2 separate regions of the Mus musculus genome follow, and region 2 is linked to region 1. Evidence: chromatin contacts called from public Hi-C data. All regions are on one chromosome and are shown on one strand. The core of a region is the stretch at or near the end of the contact, and the rest is flanking DNA. Distances in the headings are between cores, read along the strand shown.

Region 1 (4,637 bases), core at 1,457-3,956:
AGTCAGCTTTCTCCTAAGGTGGTGGTGGTGGTGGTGGTGGTGGTGGTGGTGGTGGTGGTGGTGGTTGTTGTTGTTGTTGTTGTTGTTGTTGTTCTTCTTCTTCTTCTTCTTCTTCTTCTTCTTCTTCTTCTTCTTCTTCTTCTTCTTCTTCTTCTTTTGATTTTGGTTTTCTGAAACAGGGTTTCTCTGTGTAGCCCTGGCTGTCCTGGAACCCACTCTTGATCTGTAGATCAAGCTGTCTCAAACACAGAGATCCACCTGCCTCTGCCTCTGCCTCTGCCCCTCTGCCCCACTGCCCCTCTGCCCCTCTGCCCCGCTGCCCCTCTGCCCCGCTGCCCCTCTGCCCCGCTGCCCCTCTGCCCCTCTGCCCCTCTGCCCCTGCCCCTGCCTCTGCTTCTGTCTTTTCCTCCCGAGTGATGGGATTAAAGTCATATGCTACTACAGTCTGGCTCAATTTAAGTTTTAAAAGGAAAGTTAAACATAATGGAAGATGTTTTCCTTTTGTTGCTGCTGTTTGGTTTTATAGAACAAGGCTCACTCTTTAGTGCCTGCTGCAGCTTTGGTATGCCTCTTGCTAACACAAAGGTACTTCTGTAGCCTGAGTCTCGACTCCTAAGTATTTAGTGAGGTTGTCTATGATCTTAACAAAGGGTGCACGTAGCTTCATTTTGTCTTGTGGACATGCTGGTGATGGAGCCTAGGGCCTCACATGTCCTATCCATCCAGGCTAACGGAGATTTGAACAGATAAGAGAGACTAGACTTAGAAAGTGTGTAACTTCAAGCAGATACAGAAAACGTAATGTCAATTAAATAGTATGGCTTCAAAACATAGTGGCAATTGGCCTCTTGCCCCATCAGGAGATTGGATCTACCTTCTTTCTCCTCCAGTCTGGGCAGGGCTTTGAGTACTTGGACAAACAAATTGCCGTTATAATAGGGCCGTATGCCTTCTAAGGTTAGGGTGTGAAGGTCATGACGGATTATTTGCTGGGATGGTTGTTCACGGAGCTTAGTTACCGCACAAGATACCAGGCTACCCTGAAGTCTCGCTGCTGGAAAGGCGGAGCTGACTTCATGCCTGACCCTTCTAACCCCTCATCAAGGTGCCAGAAAAGCAAGAGATAGTGTCATGGATTGTCCCCCAGCTCACTAGCCAAGAAAATACCACCACATGGCCTTTGTTGATGCTACGTGGAACAGGAGACTCTGCCAGGCAAGAGTGCCCTGAGTTCCTGTGTCGCAAATGTGTGAACTGGAAGTCTGCAGGTGTATAGTCACTGAAGGTGGGGTGAAGCTTGTCACTCAGCAGTGGACAGCCAGACAAAAGCAACATTTTTCTTAAAATCATAGGTTGCAGAAAATGGACGGGCATCCTGGCTCACGCCTGAGGTCTCAGCACTTGCATTTCTAGCTCCTCAAGGCCACTTTTGGAATATTGTGAGCTCCAGGCTGACCTGAGCCACAGAGTGAGACCCTGTTTCAAAGAACAAATAGAAATGATTGTATCCACCAAGTCACAGCGGGATTTTTTTTTTGGTCTTTGTCTTTTTGTTGTTGTTGTTGTTGTTGTTAGTTTGTTTGTTTTTTTGTTTGAGGATTGTGGTTTTGGTAGGTTTGTTTTGTAGTGCTGAAGATCAAACCTGGGACCTTTGGCTAGTGTATGCTCTACCACTGAGCTATATGCCCCATTACTTCCCTATATATGTGTACTAAGATTTGTGGGAAGGCACAATGTGTGGTTAGAGGAGTGTTGAGAGGCTGTGCAACTCGGGGGTCAAGAGAGTGCCCAGCACAGAGCAGTGCCTTCCTTAGCACCAGAAAGGAGAGGAAGGAAGGAGAGGAAGGAAGGAGGGAAGGAAGGAGGGAAGGAAGGAAGGAAGGAAGGAAGGAAGGAAGGAAGGAGGAGGGGAGGGGAGGGGAGGAGGAGGGGAGGGGAGGAGGAGGGGAGGGGAGGGGAGGAGGAGGGGAGGGGAGGGAGGGAGGGAGAGAGTGAGGGGAGGGAGGGAGGAAGGGAGGGGAGGGAGGTAGGAAGAGAGGGGAGAGGGAAGGGAAGGAGGAAATGGAAGCCCGATTCCTTGTGTAGGTCTTATCAACTGTGTAAGTCACAGAGTTCTTGTGACCATTAATAATGGACCTGAACTGTCTGCAGTATCTGCAAACTGGAAGGTCTCTGTGGAGTCTTGTCTTGGACAGGCAGTTGATTTGGGTGAATTACCTCTGCCAGTCTCAGAAAGAGGCTGTCCTACTTCAGTACAGCATAGATTCAGTACAGCATAGGGTTAACAGGGATTCATCTTCCCAAAGGGTGCTCTGGGGTACAGCCCCGCATGCTTGCTACTTCTGCAGGCCTCTAAGACTGAGAGTCACCCTGACAAGCCAGGCTCCTGACCCGGTTGAAAGTAAGTTCAGATTTTAGAAGCTGATGCAGATCATTGCGAAGAGGCAGATGAATCCCATGATACCTGAGAGCTAAAGCTATGGAAACCACAATTATTTTTGATTTGCCAGAATTTGTGGTTATTCGGATATAGAAAGGCAAATCAGTATTTCTGACAAATTTTCAGGGGTTGTTTGTGATTCTCACATAAAGTTATAGAAATAATGAGGGTTTGGGCAAAGTTTTCCAAAGAGTCCCAGAGCTGCCTCCCATCCCTGGGTTGCAAACCAGCGCCTCCCATCTCGCGCAAGGCGACGGGGAAGCTAAAGAGATGGCTCCACCTGCTGGAGAAACATAGGCTTGGCGTCGCTCCTCTTAGACGTTCTGTTCCTAAAAAGTCCCGAAGCTAACCACAGAGACAAAATCTGCAGAAGGCTGGCATCCTGTCCGGATGGGAAACCACCATTCTGCTTCGTGTTCTTACAGCTCTCGCAAGCCTCTGCTTTGGGGGTGGGGGTGGGGGTGGGGCGAATCGCAAGCCTGTGCTCTGGGGGTGGGGGTGGGGGTGGAGAGGATCTCAGAGTTTAAATCTACAAGCTGACTGGGATTATAAAAGAGGAGTAGAAGAGAGGTGGCGCACTTCCCCACTCCACCAGCTTCTCCTGCCAGAAGGAAGAGGCATGTGACAGAAATGGACCGATATTTCCTCCCATGCAACACCGAGGAATCCCGACTGCCTTATGGCCTCGCTCAGTGCAGACTGCATTTGAAAGCCTCTGTAATGACACTCTTTAAAAATGGTTCCCTTCTCTAGGGATCATTAGAGAGTTATTAAGGCGTCTAATTATTCCCTAGTGCTAACAAAGGTGCCAATAAGCAGACCAAGTTTTCTCATTTTTATGGAGGTAATTAGAAGGCCAATTATTTTTTTATGTACACAAAAGAGGGGAATCTTAGCCGCTGCCTTTGCAGCAGTATCTGACCCTGTACTTATGACAGGAGAAACAGACCACATTCCATTATTTAATGAGAATTGGGACTGAGGCAGAGTCTAGGTCAGATTTGAGGAGCAGAGGAGGAAATGTAGTCACAGAGCCTTGTATAGGACTCCGGTAAGTGGTTATTTTAACCACAAACTCTACTGCAGATCCTACATGCCACCTCCCTCTGATGTGAGCCCACAGCAGAATCCCAGGAGGTGTGCACAGGTGTACACTTCTGAACCATGGCCAGGGCTTCCTGGACTGTGCATTTGGGAGAAGATTTTCCTTTCTGATAGGAGATGCTAAACCACCTGGGGACCCGGCTTTGTGGGTCAGTGTTCTAAAACACTTGAAAGTGCCGGGTGCTGCCTTCCCCCACCTAGGGAGCCCCAATAGAATTGTAAAGACATTTTCTTTGGAGAAAACTCTTCAATCATTATTTTAAAGGGATTTAAGGGGTTCTAGCTGCTTACCTGTGTTCTCCTGGATTTCTTTAAGGGAAATATTTATGTCCTTCTTAATGTCCTCCATCATCATCATGAGAAGTGACTTTGGATCTATATCTTGCTTTTCTGGTGTGATGGTGTATCCAGGAATTGCTATGGTGGGAGAACTGGGTTCTGATGATGCCAAGTAACCTTGGTTTCTGTTGCTTATGTTCTTAGGCTTGCCTCCTGCCATCTGTTATCTCTAATGCTACCTGCCCTGGCTATGTCTGACTGGAGCCTGTCCTTCCTGTGATCCTGGTTGTGTCAGAACTCCTCTGAGTCAAGCTGTCTCTGGGATACTGTGATTCTGGGATCCTGGGGTCCTGAGATCCTAGGTATATCTGAGCTCCTGGGAGTCAAGCTGCCTCTGGGACCTTGAGATCCTGGTGTGACCAAGTTCCTGGGATACTGGGATCCTAGGATCCTGAACGTGTTAGAGCGCCTGGGAGTGGAGCTGCCTCTGGGTGTTGTGGGGCTGGCTTCCCAATTTGAGCCCAAAGTTCTGCTCAGGGCACTGGCCCAGACAGACCAGAAGGAACCCATGCACACTGGTCTGGCAGAGTTCCTGCGTGCCAAGGTCCCAGTGGTCCCAGTTACTCCTGGTGTTGGGGACAGATGTTGTGTCCTCCTCACCTCTGATCTTCTTATCCTGGGCCCTTATATCTTTATCTTTACTGGCTCCCCCTGAAATCTAGCTTTTTCTTACGTGGTGAGTGCTATCAACACACCATAGTAATGTTTAGCAGGGTTAACAGATATTTTAAAATTTTGGATTAGCTGTGACAGG
Region 2 (5,196 bases), core at 740-3,239, 210 kb before region 1:
CAGTCACAGGTGGACAAAGAAATCTCAGGTCAATGCTAATCAAAAGTCCCACATCCTCAGGGATCCAACCAGGGACTTCTGATCCTGCCTGTTGCTGTCCACAGCAGTGCATGGACCACGGGCAGACTGGGTCTCTCCCCACTACATACATACGTTTTCCACCAAAGCCACTGGGTCTTACATCATGGTCCTCCCATTGTCTTCTCTTACACTTCCTGCATGGCTGTTACCTCCCCCTTGATCCTGTGGATCAAACCAACCTCTATTTGCTTCATACAAAAGCAGTTCCGAGGTAGGCTAACATACTGAACTAGGAAATAGCTTTTGGAAGTGAGATTGGACAATTTGTTCAGAGCCCCTTTAGGAATCCATGGGAAAACAGGATTTCTCTTGAGTCCGTTCTTCAATCGTGGACCTCATTTTAAATCACGTTTGTTACTTGATGTCATATCTTTCATTTGCTACCTACCAAGAAGCCACTCCCCTCTATGGAAATGGGGCCTGCCACAGAATGTATCAGTTTGGCAAAACCCATGAGATCCATAAAGCTACACCAAGAGCTTCCTTCCAGAACTCTTATCAGACTCCAGTGTGCTTAACTTGATTCTCATAGGAAACTCGGCTCAAAACTCCAGCCTATAGGAACACCATACTTGAATAGCTAAGATGCCTCCTCTTGGATTTATATTTATTTGAAATGCTCTCTCTCTGCCTTGTGCATGCTGTCTGAGAGCATGTCACTGGAGGTCTGAGGTGATGCTTATCTCAATAGATGAACAGCTTGCAAAGCCTCTTTGTCATCACATCGACTGACTCTGGAGCTTGCTGTCAGCACTCTGAAGCTGAGTGACCTTGGGCCTGTCTCTTTGTCTCTGAGATAGCCTGTAATAATGGTCTGTGGTTCACTGGGCAGTTGTCATGCTTAAGGAGATAACCCACACGAAGGGCTGAAGACAAAGCCAAATACAACAACGCCATGTTTTTGGTTTTTGTGTTGTTTTTTGACTTGTTGTTAATTGTTATAAAGGAAGTATTTGAAAGACTTATTCTGTAGACTTGCAAAATCTGTTGGCACTTGTCTTTTTGTTTTGTTTTGTTTTTTTTTTTTTTTTTTTTTTTTTTGTACTTTGACTGAGGTGACCCTAACAGCTGAGAGGAGTGGAACCAGATCTGCAAGAACCTAGGGAACTGACTTCTTCCAGAACACTTGACTATCTTGGCAAATGCATGGAAACTTTGTATTCATTTTTTTTAAAATGTATCTGTGTCTTCCCTAACAGAAACTCCTCTGGACATACATGATGCTTGTCCATTGCATGCTAGGCATGTCTATGAGTGTGGAAGTCGGGTTTGAGAGACTTGAAGTTAGCACACTGGAGTGTCTTGTTGGCTGCTTCTATGGGATCCTTCCAGGAAAGAAAGGAAGAGAGAAAGGGGGAGGGTTATGCAGCAGCGCCCGCCTACCCCTCCTACCCTCCTACCCTCCCCACCTTCAAGGAAGAATGTGAAGTCAGCAGTATGAGGCAATGGTGACTTTATCCTTGAAAGTTGGTGGCTTTTGGGCTTAGAGCACCGGCTCAGTATGACCCTCTGGGCTCCAGACTGGGGGTTCTGGGACAGCTGGGCCCCAGGGAGGCCAGGACCTGAGAGATGGAACGTGACTTGATGCTCCATGCTTGCTGCGTGCTGAAATGGCATGGAGACAGACTGTCAGTGTGGAAACCATGTAGTGACAGCTTCCTTCACCTTCTAGACCTTTCAGCTCTTGAGGAGCTGACAGGCCTTGACTAAGAAGGCAAACAAAGGCTTCAGAGCTGGTAGGAGGAATGCAGACATTCTTCCTTTAATGTTTCCCTATCCATAGCATGCCAGAGAGCTAAGGCCTGGCCTCAGGAGGTAGCAGTTCCTAGCGTTTAGTATCTCCTGAGGAGAGACACTGAGCTGAAAATCCAGACAGCGCCCTCTGCTGGCCAGGGAGCTGGACACCTCTTTGGAAGTTCTTGGCCCTCAAGGTTGAATCTTTGAGGCTAAAGTCCAGGTTGTGTACCTGCTTGAGTGACAGTTATGGTTACCATACAGCTTTTTCCGGTCTAAACTTCAACATTGCAATGCTCTATATAGCCCAGTTCCCTGCCCCATCCCAGGGTTTGGGTCCAGTTCAACAAAGCTCTGGCACCTCAGTTTAGGCCCTACCCAACGCGCCCCAGTCTAGCTCCAGAAAAGCTACCAGGTTTTTCTTTTTCTTTTCTTTTCTTTTTTTTTTCTTTCTTTCTGCAGTCCCTGGATTGTTTAGCCTTCTTTCTGCTCGCCCGCCCCACCCCTACCCTGTCCCCTTCACAAGGCGAGGACAGCAGTGGCACTGTATTTCTGTGCCATTACTTGCAAAGACAAATGGCCTGTCCACCTTTTGGGGTGTAATTTAAAAGCCATTTGTCTAGTGGTAATAACTGGAAATGGACTTCCACTGTAGGATCCTACGACTTCCTGTATGAGCAGCGCTGATGGCGTGTGGCCACCTCAGGACTGGTTGGCCAGGCTGTTTCAGAACCTTATTGTTTTCACGGGAGGAAGTGCTGAGCACCGGAAGTGCGGAGCGGCTGGAAGCTTACCGTGGAGCTGAGGGAAGCCAGACAGCAGGCTCTCATTTCACGCCCTTTAGCAGCAGGAATAAGAAATAGGGTGTGGGGGGGGCACCAAGGAGGACATTGTCACCAATCCTCATAGCCTTGTAGCCCTTTGTAGCCTTGTAGCCCCTTGTAGCCTTGAAAGGCTGGCCTGCAATGCGGGCTCTTCTTGAGTCTGTAGGTAAATTTGAGCCTTCTGGCTTTGGCACACCTCAGAAATGAAATTTTTCAGACAACACACACTTTTTTTTCCCTCTAGGCAACTGGAGAGCTGCAGTTTTAAAAAAGGAATTGCTTACGTTTTCTCTTCAGCAGTCACAGCAGAGGCTGGCTTGGTTATACATGTCTTCACTTTATGCTATTTTACAATGACGTCATTGCTACAGTCTAGATGTGGAAGGTCTCCCACAGGCTTTCAATACTTGCTCGTGGTGCTCTTGAGGTAGGTTATACAACACCAGGGGCTTAGCTGGTGGGTATAGATATAAAGGCAGGCATTGGGGGTTATAAACCCTCCCACTTCCAGAGCTACCATTTCATGACTTAGCCACCTCGGATGGAGCCCCAGCCACCATAGGGACTGTTCCCTCTGAGCTGTGCATCAAGATAAATCTTCCCTCTCTTAAGTTGTTTCTGTGGAGTATTTTAGTACAGTGACAAGTTAGGCAACACTGTCACCCTGTTTATCCTAGTATTTATATTGTTTTTCCTTATCCGAATGATAGAAATGCACTCACTCTATGGGCCTTCCCGTGACTGTTAGAAACGACACAGAAGACACTGGCAGAAATGGAAGTATCAGGATGGCCTCTTCCCATGGTAAATCTAGGTGGGCACTGATTTCCGGAGTGTATTACAATATTTTTAATTATAATAATTATTATCTATGTGTATGTATGATATGGGGTAGGATGGGACACCTGTGCTACCACGTGTGTGTGGAGGTGAGAGGACGCCTCTGAGGAACTGGCCCTTTCCTCCTACCTTTACAAGGATTGGAAGGACTGGAACCTGGTCACCAGGTTTGCACAGCAAACATCAGGCTTTTCACCTCTATCAACGAAGAATTAGAAGTAATGCAGCCACAGCCCAAAGCTGCACTCTGCTAAACAGAGCTCCAGACAAGGAGAGTCAGTCACCTGCCGTGTGACAGGCCCTGTTCTGGGTGCTTGGTTCATGCTTTACCTCAGTTGGTCCTGATGTTGGTCCTGATGCTGGAGCTCAGAGGTCATTCTTGTTCAATAGAGGAAGATGCTTGGGCTCAAGGAAGAAGCAGTACCATGCAGAGCATGCAGTGGGCAACAGGCTAGGCAGCAAGGCTAAAACACGGCTGGCACTAACTCTGCAGCCCTTGCTATTTCTATTATGAAATATCAGTTACCCCTCACCTCCGTCACGCCTCATGATGATGACAGCATGGGCCACCCCTTGGGGTCCACTGGTATATGTCTCATGGTAGGCTGACGATCACTGGCTGGTCCAGGCTGGCCTCATTTGGACGATCACTTCTGCTCTGCATGTCATTGCCTTTGTCAACAGCCACCCTGAGAGTGGCCATGTGACAATGGCACAGGTGGGAAAGAGAGAAAAGAATCACCAACCACTCCTGAAGGATCAGCTTGGAAACTGGCTCCCTGTCATCTCTTCTGGAGATACCCAAGTGCTTGAGGTAGAGTATGGCAGAAGTGGTCCTATGCAAGCCATGAAGTAAGAAAGCCTGTGAGGTTATGATGGAATGGTTTGGGGACATGGCTATAGGATGAACTGGGTCATTAGACCTATTTGTCAGTCAAGCAGGTGTTCTGAGGATATTATTTGGGACACACAACCGACATTTTTAGGATCTTAGTTTTATCTAGATGAGGTGGGGGAAAGAAAGTTTAGAGGCTCAAATGGGGAGGGGGAAGGCTGATATACCTTTAACTAAAATAATCTTAGTCTGCAGGTATTGGTTTTACAACAGGAAAAAAAATTTGAAACCAACAAATTTTCTTATTCCTCCGTTGTCCACTTTCCACTGGAGGGCATATGGCACTTCAGAAATAATCTGGGTCTGTTTTCTTGTGGCCTCTGACTTTCTTACTAGGGCAAAGGTTTAGTAGAGCACTCTGTCCCCGGGATCTGGGGATCTTGGGTAACCCCAGGCATCCTTGTCCCAGCGGTCTCTTTTTCGTAGTCCCCTTTCCTCTGGCAGCTGCTGTCCCACACTTTGTTCTGTGTTCAGGCTCCTGGGGCCCTTTCCTAAAATTCTACTGGGGAAAGGGCTCCTTCCGAAATGATGAACACACAGAGATTTTGTCTTTTTTGTGGGACTTCTCAGAAGTGGGGAGGGAGGGAGGGAATCTTTCACTCACGAGAAGGCTTGTGCTAAAGACTGAGTTAAAGAACTGTAAGGCAGAGCTCTAATTAGCTCTCATCAGCTTGTCCCCTGAAGAAATCTGTGCCTCTTTCCCCAGATCCACCCTGCTCCCGCCTCTCCCTACGTGTCATGACCTCGGCAGCAGACAAGTTCAGTTCCCACAGGTGCAGGGCCCACTCTCCTAAATGAAGGAGAAGAGAAGTGATGAGAGCC

What was found. A called contact is a pair of places that touch in the nucleus more often than the background predicts.
Region 2: a contact with region 1 is called in a Hi-C map of the Ba/F3 cell line, with 1.9 times the contacts expected there. The contact joins two enhancer-like sites. A contact is called at or near these places in 22 of 484 Hi-C or Micro-C datasets (the Ba/F3 cell line, the CH12 cell line, the HL-1 cell line and 17 more) and 4 of 115 datasets of contacts at active chromatin or transcription factors (T-cell acute lymphoblastic leukemia, craniofacial prominence, embryonic stem cells and 1 more).

Annotation. Positions count from the first base shown.
Region 1 is chr17:85,663,235-85,667,871 of GRCm38.p6, reverse strand. It overlaps a transcript of Six2 not described here. Among named protein-coding and RNA genes, the nearest start is that of Six2, 23 kb to the left of the region's middle. Within about 2 kb of position 2,706, at least 30 of the 459 cell types and tissues checked have an H3K27ac peak or open chromatin away from gene starts, as enhancers often do. A contact at or near this core is called in the Ba/F3 cell line, where this site is marked.
Region 2 is chr17:85,874,399-85,879,594 of GRCm38.p6, reverse strand. The region is part of intron 4 of Gm30117 (a long non-coding RNA gene); the gene reads left to right. Among named protein-coding and RNA genes, the nearest start is that of Gm30117, 52 kb to the left of the region's middle. Within about 2 kb of position 1,989, at least 11 of the 459 cell types and tissues checked have an H3K27ac peak or open chromatin away from gene starts, as enhancers often do. A contact at or near this core is called in the Ba/F3 cell line, where this site is marked.